2 separate regions of the Mus musculus genome follow, and region 2 is linked to region 1. A link is a contact called in public Hi-C data. All regions are on one chromosome and are shown on one strand. The core of a region is the stretch at or near the end of the contact, and the rest is flanking DNA. Distances in the headings are between cores, read along the strand shown. Region 1 overlaps 4933427E13Rik (RIKEN cDNA 4933427E13 gene). Region 2 overlaps 5730522E02Rik (RIKEN cDNA 5730522E02 gene).

What was found. Hi-C and Micro-C count contacts between places; a contact is called where the count stands out from the background.
Region 2: a contact with region 1 is called in a Hi-C map of cerebral cortex, with 3 times the contacts expected there. The contact joins two enhancer-like sites. A contact is called at or near these places in 3 of 484 Hi-C or Micro-C datasets (cerebral cortex, cortical neurons and forebrain), 2 of 115 datasets of contacts at active chromatin or transcription factors (differentiating embryonic stem cells and embryonic forebrain) and 2 of 9 other capture datasets (embryonic stem cells and embryonic tail).

What each region holds. Positions count from the first base shown.
Region 1 is chr11:25,353,818-25,360,399 of GRCm38.p6, forward strand. 4933427E13Rik (RIKEN cDNA 4933427E13 gene) reads left to right here. Exons shown (of 8, transcript NR_045853.1): 4 at 3,630-3,819; 5 at 4,338-4,443. Among named protein-coding and RNA genes, the nearest start is that of 4933427E13Rik, 31 kb to the left of the region's middle. Within about 2 kb of position 3,189, at least 71 of the 459 cell types and tissues checked have an H3K27ac peak or open chromatin away from gene starts, as enhancers often do. A contact at or near this core is called in cerebral cortex, cortical neurons and forebrain, where this site is marked.
Region 2 is chr11:25,859,915-25,866,496 of GRCm38.p6, forward strand. The region is part of intron 2 of 5730522E02Rik (RIKEN cDNA 5730522E02 gene); the gene reads right to left. Among named protein-coding and RNA genes, the nearest start is that of Gm51856, 80 kb to the left of the region's middle. Within about 2 kb of position 3,042, at least 18 of the 459 cell types and tissues checked have an H3K27ac peak or open chromatin away from gene starts, as enhancers often do. A contact at or near this core is called in cerebral cortex, cortical neurons and forebrain, where this site is marked.

The DNA.
Region 1 (6,582 bases), core at 1,939-4,438:
GGCAGTATGAAGTACTGTGTCAGGGAATCATCTCTGGGCAATATGGCACAGGATCAGCTCCTGGTGCAAAGGGAAACCCCAGATGGAGGAATTTAAGACTCTGAGCTCTCCACAGTGCGTGGCCAGCCTTACGTTTGAACCATGTGTGTGGTTAATGCTTATCCACCCATGTTTTATTCAACCATAGTGGTACCCAGAAGCTATACTCTCCAGGCTGTGATGGGGGTGAGAAGATTGATGAGATTTGCTTATACTCCCTCTTATCATTGACATCTCAGCACACTCTCTCCTCTGACATAAGTTCTGTGCTATGAGCCAGACAGTTCAGCAGGTGACTACACCTACATCCACTGGGACCCCAATAATCAATGATTCCCACATCAATAAATTCTCTTCCTATTAGTGTCTTCTACTGCCTCCTTTTGATGGGCTCATATCATAGTATCCTGGGGAAGTTTTGGCTACATTGGAGAAAAAAAACAGACAATGTTTGTACAAATGGAACCATTTTTCTTCATTGGTTATTTGTCTATTCTTCTCGCTGATAGAACTGTTTTAAAGGCAAGGCTGCAAACAACACAAGAAAGAGATCATACACTGGTGTGGCCTAGTTACTTCAGTAGAAGGCATGGTTGAAAAATGCATTGAGCTAAATGTGCACTGCAGAATGAAATGAGTTTCTCACGTTTTCCTGTACATTCTGGACTAAACTTACATTTATGGTTATCACCAATGAAACCCCAAAACAACCTCTGAGAGAATTAGTGGGTGTCTGCGTTCACTAATGGCATAAGGCATGATGAAAGAGATATATAACATAGTAACCACTATTAAAACTCATAGTGTTAGGGAAGCACAGGCAGTTTACAGGCTCTGAGGAGTCACAGCATTCAGATAGCAACAACATTGCCTTGCTGTGTCATGGTGACAACGGTGATTGTAGTCAGAACAAGAAATCTGAAAATTAAAAGAAGAAAAAGATTTAAAAAAAATGTAGAGAGAAGTTTCTTTTACCTGAACAGATGGTATCCTAAACACACACACACACACACACAAAAAAACCCCACACACATTAATTGCACAAGAAAAAAGTGCTTAAGTTTTCTTTCTCTGTCCATTTTTCTAAATCCTTGATGATTAGCCTTTGAATTTTGTAATGTAATTTAAATTGCATTAATTATGTAAAAAGAGCTTTTTGACCTGGAGCCTTGCACACCTTAGGGGCAGCCCTGCTGGCCATGTGCTGCTGTGCTAAGCAACTTAGATGCAAAATCTACTTTTATTTTCACAAGTACAGTCACTCTTAGTACTTAGAAAGTAAACCCAGGACAACTACGCAGCTTCCTCATGTGCGTACTTCGTAAAGGCTGAAAAGAAGAGCCATGACAGGAAAACTAGATTCTGATGTGGATGTTACTATCTATCCAACTCAGGTTGTTTTTCTTAATTATAAGATTACTCCTACTCTTGTAGGGTTTATAATTTCTATTATCAACACTACAACTAAAAGTATGTGTTAGGCACAAGCTAAGTGTCAGCTTCCAGTCTCAGTACACAGTACACATTGTGTATCAAAGAATTTTAACAACTTTATGGGGAACATTTCTGATGGGGGGGGGGGAGATAATACTTCCATTGCGCAGATGTGAAAAGGAAGGCCTGAAATAGCTGGGAATATAAGCTGATTCACCTAATTGCAAAACAGGAAAATGTACGAGGCTGTCTTACTCTGGAGCCAAAACAAATCAAAATCAAATACTTGAGTTTGCTTCTTTCAACCCAAATTTCTAAACTAAATCAGGTCTTAGACATAAAACAGCCCAAACTCCATTCTATGACTGGAATCGATCTATGATTTTTCTCTCTGGTCTGGTGATTCTTTCAATTTATTTTCACAGAGCCTGGCATAATTGGAGGGCTTAGAGTTGCCAGTCCAATGGCATCTCCGGTTCTCACAGACATGTCTTTACTGAAAAGATTCATACTGTCCAAAGGGTGAACTTTACAGCTGGTGGTAGGGCCACAGGGCAGAGCCATGGCTTCAATCACCATAGAGCTACAGAAAGAGAACACTCCAAAGTGGAAGCTATTTAACTTCAAGAATATGAAACCATGCAATCATAAGAAAGTCATGTGGCATGTATGCATGCATATATACATGTATGCATGCGTATGTACATGTATGCATATGTATGCACATGTTATTTATTTGAGAGTGTGGGTTTTACTTGATATGCTTCTGCTTCTGTTTTGAAATAAACACATTTAAAAAGTGAAGATACATATTTGAAAATAAAGAATATATCAGATCGCACACTCATGATAGTGATCTTGGCTTAAATACAAATACAACATAATGTCAAATATCTAGCTGAAAATCAATAGCTGTAGTCAATTAAGCAAGCAAGTGGAACTATTCAGAGAAATTCAGATAATTGACTAAAAAATTCCAATTTTCATTCAGACGCCTGTCACCATTCATCTTATCATTTGATGTTTTTGCTCTCGCTACTTTCGAGTAACAAATATTTTACTCCTTTGCACTCTGTGAAACATACCTGCAAAAAAACCGATGAAATAACAATGTGACGAGTTAGAGACTGTAGACTTCCAGCTTTAGCTTTTCTTTTAATTCATTCAGCTTCATTTTTCCTCGTCAACTACTTTCATTTCAAGATCTCAGTGATCATTTACAAGTGTGGAAAAGCCTCTTTAGCCCACTCTGTGTTTCCTCCCAGGTGGCTGAACCCACAGTTTGATTTTTTAAATGGGCAGATAGATGTGCTGTAATGAGAACACAAAGGAACAGGTTTATAACTTGGTACATTATGGCCCCAGGTTCAAAGCGGGGAAAGCCGCAGAGCTGTAAGCCTTTGTTTCTGACTTATGCAGATCAACAGCAGCATTTTCTGGGAGTTTAAAAATGCAGAATGCAAACAGAGAGGGAAAAGCAAGGAAAGGGGAGAAAATGAATTAAAACAAAGCAAAACTCTTGGGATGGTTTATGCTGCAGGGTATTTTCCCAGAGTTCTGTCCAAGAATAATCTAGTAAAAATGTGGACAGAGAACCACCGACCCCTGCTTTCCCCTGAACATATGCAGCTCTGATCAGTCTGGTATTTCTAGAAAAACAAGGTCCTGAACCCGAGTCCTCAGACACATAACAAAGCGCGCTTCACAGCTGTGATGCACAGTGAAGAGCGGCTCCAAGGCCTGAGTGGGTCCCAAGACAATGCCTCCTTTATCACCCAGAGGACAAATATCTAGACAGCAATATTTTCTGCTTGAATGCTTCAAGCAGCTCGTGCAACTCCTGCCTGAAAGGGAAAACTGAGCTCAGAGTGTTTGCTGAGTGATTATTTTAATTTACTACTTGATGTAAATCTAAATGAACTGACACCCAGCTTGAGATGGACAGAAAACAATCACCAAGGGTGGGGAAGCTGGGGGGAAGAGAAGGGGCTTCAGGAGAGGTGCTGAGGTTACACATCAGCTGGAGTGCAGCCCAGGTTTGGACAACTTTTGCAGCGGCCCTGCGAGAGAAGGGGGCGGGGGGCGAGCTCAGCATTCCGGTCCCTTCTCTCAATTACCATAATAAGTTCGGTAATTTTGTGCTGTTTATTTATCAGGCCAGGATAACAAAGGGAGCCGCTGAAGTCTGTTCTGAAGGCACCATGACAAAGCACCAGACAGAAAGCGGTCACGTGTGGGGAGATGAGCAGACACCACTTCGCGGGCACCTGATTATTCTTTTCTCGGGATTTAGAAGCAAAAATTACCCTACGGAAAACAGTTGCATATGCAAAACCACAAATCGCTGTATGAGGCAAATGGGGCGCGCGGGGGTGGGGGTGGGGGTCGTGGAGACTGAAGGAAGGTGAGGGCAACTAGCCAGTCAAGTTTAAATCCTTATCTGCATTATATGTCAACATTTGTTCAAACTGGTAGAGATAAATGATTTTTTTTTTAAATCTTTTTCTTAAGTTCTCTTTCCATCTGTAGCTCTAGTGTTTTAGGGCAGGAAGTTCTTTAGGTGGAGTCACTATTTCTGAGAAATTGCATGGTGAAATCATCTCTGCTTAGTTAAGATACTCACACTCTGCCCTGTGTGCCCCAGCTTATAAAGCGCCCCTTTTCCCTCCTCTTGCCCTCTCCGTCCTCCTCCTTTTCGTTTTGTTCATGAAGCAGTAAACAGGCAGAAGATAAAGATGCAGATTCCTATCTCTAGGTTTGTCTCTTTTCTCTAAAAAAGTCTCGCATTTCAGCCATGTCTGCCTAATATCCTTATCCAAACAGTGGCGATGCTTGCTAATGAGCGTGGTCTTCCTTATTTGCAGCAGTGTTATAAATGGCACAGTGTATGCAGATAAATCCCCACGCACGGCTCTGAAAATATGCCCAGCAGAGGAGAAATACTGCACAGCTTGTCTTTCCACACCCCGGGTATGGAACCAATCACAGTCACAGTGACTTCTCTTTTCCTTATGACCTCTCGCTGCCCTGTGTGGTAGCACATGCCTTCAATGTCAGCATAAACAAGGCTGAGACAAGGGGGTTGCAGGACAAGTATAGTCTGGGCTCTTTAGCAAAAGCTTGTCTCACAAAAACTCTGTCCTTATATGTTTAGGTGTGCTTATATTAATATTAAGCCCCCAAAAAACCACACCCATGTGTACACACCTGTGTATACAATACATGTATACAACTATTGCATAGCTGGGTTTCTTGAACTTTCCACTGGTTGTCCTTTTAACTTGAGAAATTTTTACATGGCCTATAGTATCCAATAACAGCCACATACACAAAACATTTACATATAAATAAAACAGAATGATATTTTAGTATATATATGTATATATATTTATTATTAATTACAGAAGAAAGGAAAATTGCTTACTAATAGGATGGATGTGTTTATTTTGACATAAAGAATTAAACTGTCTTAATAGTTGATACTACAAGGTAGAGAACATTCCAGTGCTTTTCAGATAGATTGTTCATTTTACTATTGTTAATACCTAGAACACCTCTATGTACCAGCATGTAGCTCAAAATAACAAATGCATTTTTGGGATCTTTTCAGAAACAGTTGGAATTCTGTCCTAATTCCAAACCAAAATTCACCTAATGGTCTTTTATAAAACTGAACTCAATAAGTAGCATTATTTAAAATCAAGAATTACACCACAATACAACCCAAAGATATGCTGATTTATATTTATATACTGAGGAATTATAGCAGGAAGCAGTAAAATATTTATTTACTATAATTAAGACATTAGGTTTTAGTTATTTGTAAGTGTGTATGTTATATGTTTGGGGTACATGTGGCATGCTGTGTGTTCCTATCCATGAGTACACATAGGCTAGAGAATAATATCAGGTGTCTGTTATCACCCTCTGCCATATTCCCTTACAACAGGGTCTCTCACTAACTCTGTAGCTTGTAACCTAGACTTGCAACAACAAGCCCCAGTGATCCATCTTCACACCCCAGTGCTCGGTTTTCAGATGCAGGAAACCACACCCAACTGGAATTTTCAGGATTCAATCTCAAGTCCTGGTACTATATAGCAAGCGCTCTTACCCACTGAGTCTTCCTCCCCTTTAGGTTTCTCTAAGAGAAGACAGCACTGCACCACAGTGAATCCTTCCCAATTCCATGTACTGTGCTCTCAGGTCAAAGCCTGCCAGTCCAGGTACCATGCTTGGCATCCTGTGACAGGATGACATGCAAAGAGCACATTTTGTGTGTGCAGAAACCAGGCCGTACAAAAACATAGCATACAGCACAAAGGCTGTCAGACCTGTTTGATTTCCAATTGATTTTTGTTTCCTGTGCACTCAGAAACCTTTTTAGCAAACTCCACATTTAGTCATGTGAACCTGTGTAAAGTTATGACTCATAGTTCAAGAAACTGGAATACATATAATGCAATATATGCATACCTGTGTGGGTATATGATATATACCTACATGTATCTTCATATTAGGTGAGCCTGAAAGGCATGCCTCTCATAGGGCCTGTATTCCTGTTTTCCACCTGGATGCCTGGAGTTCCTGTAATGGCCACGGATGACTCCAAAGTAACTGCCATATGTGAACAGTGGGGTAGAAGCCAGCAGCCTGAGGCTTCCACTTTTATCTTTCTTTAAAAATATATTTTGGCTGGTTGAGGTTTTGAGTAAGATCTTATTTTAGAGAGATAGTACTACATTTACTTTTTAAAAAATACTTTTCCCAAAGGGAATGTCTGGGTGTTGGGATTTCATCCCTGCCTGACATTGTCCCTTAAAGACTGAAATTAAGAAGATCATATGCCCCAGCACAGGGGAATGCCAGGACCAGGAAATGGGAGTGGGTGGGTTGGGGAGCAGGGTGGGGGAGGATATAGGGGACTTTCAGGATAGCATTTGAAATGTAAATGAAGAAAATATCTAATAAAAATGAAATAAAAAAAAGAAATGTAAGTAAAGAAAATATCTAATAAAAAAAATGTATAGTGTGGCCTTAAAATGCCCACCCTTTGAAATAAAAGAATAACACAGTGACTTGAAAAGATGACCTCCAGAAACTGGGGTG
Region 2 (6,582 bases), core at 1,792-4,291, 510 kb after region 1:
CTCACTACAGAGAAACAGCAAGCACCTGCATGTGACTATGGACAAGAGCCATACTGGGAATGGGCAAATGGCTCCTCATGATGAATTATAAGGATGGAAGTGGAAATATGAAAAGGTGCTGGTCAGGGAATCCACAGTTATCACTGCTTTAGTTTTCTTCCTCCTATCCCTTTGCAAAACAATTCAAAAATGGACAAATTGGCAAAACTGTTGCAAGTTTATTGTCTGCAAGCTCCAGTTACTACTTCCTACCCTGCCACCTCAGCCTCACCTACAAGCGCTTTCTCTCTTGCCAGTGATCAGCAAGTGTTCCCAGACTGCCTTCATATGCACTGCCTGGAAACTTAGAATGGGAACAACCGCAGCCAACACCTGTCAAATGCCCTTGTCCCAAACAAGCACAACTATAAGCCGTGGGGAATGGGTTACCATGTGCAATGTGCAAATGATGATCACTCCATAGATGGGAAAACTGAAATTCCTGAGTGCCAACGTTATTAAATTCGGAAACGGTCCTAGAAAAGTATTTTAGCTTCCATCCTTATTCAAAGGGAAAGCCTTTACACACTCCCTGTTCAAAACAAAGGGACCTATTTAACTTCCATCACTGGCCTAGAAATCCTACTTCCTCTAACATTTAAATGTATTCTCAAAGCCCAGCATCAGTACCTTTAGGCACATACTGGAGAAGAAATGGTTTAGATCTGCTATCTTTAGCTGTCTTCTATGCATGACTAAAAGCTGAAGAAAATTAACTGACCTCCTATGAATATGAACTAACTTACAACATACCAGTTCTCTTGTAAAAGATAAAGGGGCAGAGGTATGTGTGCTTTATAATCCTGCCATGTAAGGGCACACACACACACACACACACACACACACCACATACACACACTACACACACACATACACACATTACACATCACATTTGTGCCAGTATGGCTCTTGTCAATAGTCACACACTGTTGGTTGCTGTTTCTCTGTAGTGAGTGCCCTTATTCACACGCAGTTAGTTGTCTCCCTGTAGTGAGAACCCTTTGCTATGCCCTATCACACACATGCACACACACATACACCACACAAGCATGTACACACGTGTATACACACACACACACACATACTCTACAAAAACCAGCATTCATTTAACAAAAATCTTGCTGTACAACTCAGCCACTGGTTCCAGTGTAGGTCCTTATACTACTCTTAAGAGTTCTTTAGAACTTGCCAGTCTTACCTGATTGCCCAGGAAATTAAAGTGCTATGGGTCTTGGGTCTACTTCCTTAAGATACTAGTCACAATTTAAATTGTAACAAAATTTGCCTTTTATCTTTCCAGTCTACATAGAAAACTCTCAGTCTGATGCTCTCTATGGATTGGGAGTGGTTATCACCACTGGAATTCTATACTACTTGGAAACAATCCAGCAGTCAAATGATTTAATTCCAACATTCCCTAAAATATAACATAATTGGTGTCGTGTATCCAAACGAATCACTGTGACGAAAATTCCCAATGCCCTTTCCCTATAAAACATGTTATAAAATAAACAATCCAAATGTTACATCACCTACCATCCTAACTCCTAGAAAATGATTCACCTTTTCACTCCAAGATGCACTCTGGTTCCCATACATAAGCATACATACATTTTACTGAAAGCTGCACAACTCATTTCCCTCTTAGAATCCCAGGTCAAGTATTCTCCGTTGTGACTGAATGCTCTTTAAAAACACATCTTTCAATAAATAAAGATTTTTTTTTTGTCAAAGAAGTATTACCATAATTTTGTTTTCAGAAAAGAGGTTTTTAATCCTCTGATACAAAAATAAAGACGTGTAGGCCAGAGGATTGTTTTTGAAAGCTAGCATCTTTTGCATGAATGACATTACCCCTGATGCTCCACACCTCTTTCTTGACAATGAGCTGCAGGTCCTACTTGGAAGACAAAAAGTTTCTTTCATTCATATTTTCAAACTACAAGAGAACCTAACCAATCAAAAAGTACAGGAGTTATATCTGTGCTTATTCACACTTGAGGGACAGGCTTCCACTGAAGAAATGGTTCTCTGTCAAGAGAATTATTTATAAATCCCAAATTTTTCTTTCCGGAACTGCTCTCCAGGAGACTGAAGCAGTCCAGGAGCCAGGACCTTTTGTAGGCAGGTTTTGTAGCTAAATAAAAAATACATAGAAAACATCTCACAAAAATGGACCAAATCGATAAAGCAAATAAGTGCTTCTCTTCAGCACCCAGCAGGTAAGACTTATTTTCCCACCATTCGAAAGTAAATCAGCAATCTATCTTGAAAAATAAAAAGAATATTTCATCACAAATTGACTGCGTTTAATAAAATTCAAGCTCTCTTGCGCAGACAGAGAAAAATTGAAATCAATAGTCAAATTCCCCATCTCCTTTTCAATGAGAGAAACTAGCACATAACTTTATTGTTGCCCTACGAATTACCCCGTGGCTCTTTGGGTTGTGTCAAGAACCCTGCCAGTTTTTCACTGTTAAGGTAAGGATAGGAGACAAAGCTCGGAGAAGAAATCAACAAGCAACTGTCTCCTTTGGCAAACAGATGGATTGAAAAATAATAATTTCTTTGTTAAGAATGCAGTCAGGATGCCAGTCCTTGACATGCATTGTTGGGAAGCCTATTATCACTTTTTCTAATATCGGGTGATTCTTCTAAAATAGATTTTTGTTGCAATTTCTCTAAAACAGCATGATGCAATGCTGAATTGGTTAAAGAAAATAGGAAGGAAGGAAAGAGAGAATGGTAGAGAGGTTGCAGAGGAAGGAGGGAGGGGAATTTAATATGGTACTTTATCCACCATCATGGGGTGCTGTAACGTTAGCGCCATGATGGAAGCAGGGGTAAACACAAGCTGTGGATGACGTTTGCTGATTCCTCCCGTTCCACCATGCTGATGGGTCTGCCAGCTTCTTGAGGAGAAGGTATTCTGCCCCAGAAGGCCAGGGTTTCCTGGCCTTTGCTGCTGTTGGAAACTGTACTCGTGGAAAGGTCCGAGGGCAAAATCCGTGGCTCTTCGGTGCCCCCTTGTGTCCAACTTGGCACCAGCATGAACTACACCAAGTTACGCAGAAAGTGAGAGTGGGGATTTCTTCCCAGAAGAATACAGGGAGGGGTTGGGAAGAATTGACATGCTCTGCGTCTACATTCGTGAAAAGAGCCATTGTTGCTAGGCAAGGAGGGACTTCCATGCCTTTTATTTTTCTCATGGATCCTTGGATGCTCCCACCAGAATGCCTTGGGACATACCAGTGTAAATGGTTGCACCTAGATCCATCTCCACACTAGAAAAATCTCTTAGTACTGATAAATTATATTCTTACTATCAATATTTATAATTGGGGACGTAGTTAATGCCTTTTTGATAAGTCATTGCCTAGTACCAAATATCTTTAAAATGTCTTTTTTTTTAACACATTTTCACGACACAATTTTATTCTGCCTATCATTACTCTTTTTCTCTGCATGCAAAATGACTCTGGAAAATTGGGTCACCAATGGATGAAAGAATGGAACTATATTTATCAGCTCTATTCCTCCTCACCGACACACACCTCAAAGCATCAAAAGCCAGATGTACACGTGTGATACAGCTTGGAAAGTTTTCAAATTTGATGTTGGGTTGAGGGCAAAGGACAGTTTCGCCATAAATACCAATTTGCTTCTGATGGTTCTCTCTGCAGATGGTTGATCTGAAGCTCCAGAACTGAATGGCAGTTCTGTCTGCACAGATTACCTAGAAACCATCTACCCGTTCTCAACAGATTTATTCACACAGTTCCAAAGACATTCTATGTGGAGGAAATGGGCTTTCTTTGAAGGGGACAACTGGTAAAGATTCCAAACTTATAATGTATCAAATGATGGGAAGCAAAGGAGCCAGTGATAAACCAGAGAAATAAAAGGCAGAGTAAACAAGCAGCGGAGAGCACAAACACGTGAATGAGAACAGAAAGAGGAGAGAGGAAAAGAGACAGAGAGAGAAAGAAAGACAGAGACAGGGATATAGCAAGTCAGACCCTGGGTCATGGAAAGAGCATACTTTCTGTCCTGGATGGGCAAAGAGTACAGTTTGGGCTCCTGTTTTGCTTTTTTTTTTCCCCCTGGAAATAGCTAGAAATTCTCATAAAGGTGAAAATGTTCCACTTACAGCTAGCTGCCTTTCCAATCTTGTAACACAATGGGTCTCAGGGATGATGTGTGCTGACTGCAAAGGCCAGTCAGTGAAACATCCTCATTGTCAGTCCGACCCAGTCAACTCGAGTAGCTTTCTCAGTAGGTTGAGGAAGGAGACTCTTTGGTGGCCTGTGTGGGTGTATTATTAAATAGTACTTTCATTGAGCATCCTAACCAAGATGCCATGGGTTGAGGAAAATATAATGGGCTTTGGTTCTTCTTTCTCAGTCACACTTCTAACATATCTTGCAGCAGGTTGTTGCTTTGTGCCTTCATATGCCCTGCTATGCCAATAGTCTCATAACTCATTCTATTTACATCTGCATTTGGTATCAATAGTACATTTCATTGGTATATGTCTTGTTTGATCAGAATGGACTGTATTTTTGATTTTTGTACACGTTCTTTATCTATCTAATGACATATATATATATTTCTGAGGAAGAAGAGCTGTAAGGCTCATCCTATAATTGCAAAAGGATACTATCTTCTTGTCATTTGCCACAGTACTGCTCATCCCATGGTTTTTTACGTTCCACTGACAGGCCTGAGCTCAGAATACTTGGAAGCTAAGGTTGACATAAGTCATGTGTTTTTACCACTAAAACACAAGGTTTATAAGTGAGTTACATTCCTACACTTAGAAGTGAGAGGCTTCACAGTCATATACAGAGTACAAACAAGGTAGGCTGCAGCACATATCTTCATCTGTGAAGATGGAACACACAGTTGCAGAGACATTTGCCTCTTTGCTCTCAGGACCTAGGACTCAGGCCTGGCACCTTGATACATCCAAAGATAGCCACCAGAAGAATTAGACCATCTCTTCTTACAGAGGGTGCTTTTAGCCTGAGGTTTCCCTGGGCAATAGAAGGTGGCCTTTGGAAACCTAAAGCCTATGTGAAATGAGACAAGAAATCCTGACGAAAAAGCAAAATAAAATAAAACAAATAAAAAAATAAAATGCTTGCTTTGTGCTTTCATATGCCCTGCCATCCCAATAGTCTCATAACTTATTCTATTATTTTACCTGACCTTTAATATAAAGCATCTTTTGAAAGGCTAAAGATTATCATTTTAATGGTCATCTTACCTAAACTACCAATCCCAATGCAAATATTATTACTTCCTATATTACTATGTTTTCCTCCACACCAGGTACTATTGGTGGAATCATACTACACTTGTATAGTTTCTATCTGGTAATCTCTTCCAGTAAAACATAGGCTCCATGATAGCTTTGAACACTATGGTCTCCAGAGGAATAGATGCATAGCAAGTCCTCAGTGAATACTAGTAAAATGGCGGATGCATGAACTCTGAATACTTACAACTCTCCATATGTTACCTTATACCTTTACCACAATCATAATCCAGGTGTGGTAGTGCACATCAGTAATTTCATCAACAACACCAATACCAGCACTATAAGCTTCAACACCAGCACCCTAAATATCGATACTAGTACCAGCACCATCAACACCAGAACCAGCATCTTCTGTACTATAACACCAGTACCATTAGCACCATCAATATCACCAACACTATCATAGCAGCACCACCAGCACCAGTACCAGCAGCACGGCCAACACCATCAGCAGCACCAGCAGCAGCAGCACCAGCACTCTCAGTACCAGTAGCATCAGCAGCACCCCCAGCACCATCATCACTATACATGAAAGAACTAGAGAACCTCTGCTTCAACTAATAGTATTTTGCTTACTTATGTATGCATCTGAATACTTTGACGTATGCTTCCTGTACTCTAACAGGAATCCAAGCCACCTAGGGAGGTAGTTAAAAGTCAGATCACTGGGTTCCACCTTTATCTACAGTTTCTGACTCAGTAAGTGTCTAAGAATCTGCATTTCTAACAATCTTCCAGATGATGTTGGTGCTGTTGATTTACAGACCACACTAAACATCACTTTTTTCTCTAAATCTTGCAGTCGTGGTTGTTTAGCATGTTAAGCAGGGATGGTTGTTAAGTGTTTTTGAGAAATTAAAACACAGACATGTTATAGAATGTAATGTAAACTTTCGATGCATTTTTAAAACAGAAAGTGATGGCTTGCTGGCTGTGGTTGATTCATTATGCACTAAGGGTTGCAATCTCATTAAAGAGGCCTTGAGTGCAACTGGGTGAAGAGGCCTGACAGAGACCATGTACGGGTTGGAATGGAGTCTCACATTCACTACTTGTTGTACAGTGCAGTGAATTTCTCTTTAGGACACTGAGAGGAAATACTGAGAACTGATCCAAAATGGGAAGACCCTCCATTTGGCCAGCAACAGCTTTAAGATGGTCAGAGGAAGCACAGTTCAACTTGGCAGTTAGTGGCAGACTTCCAGGGCGCTTTCTTGCCA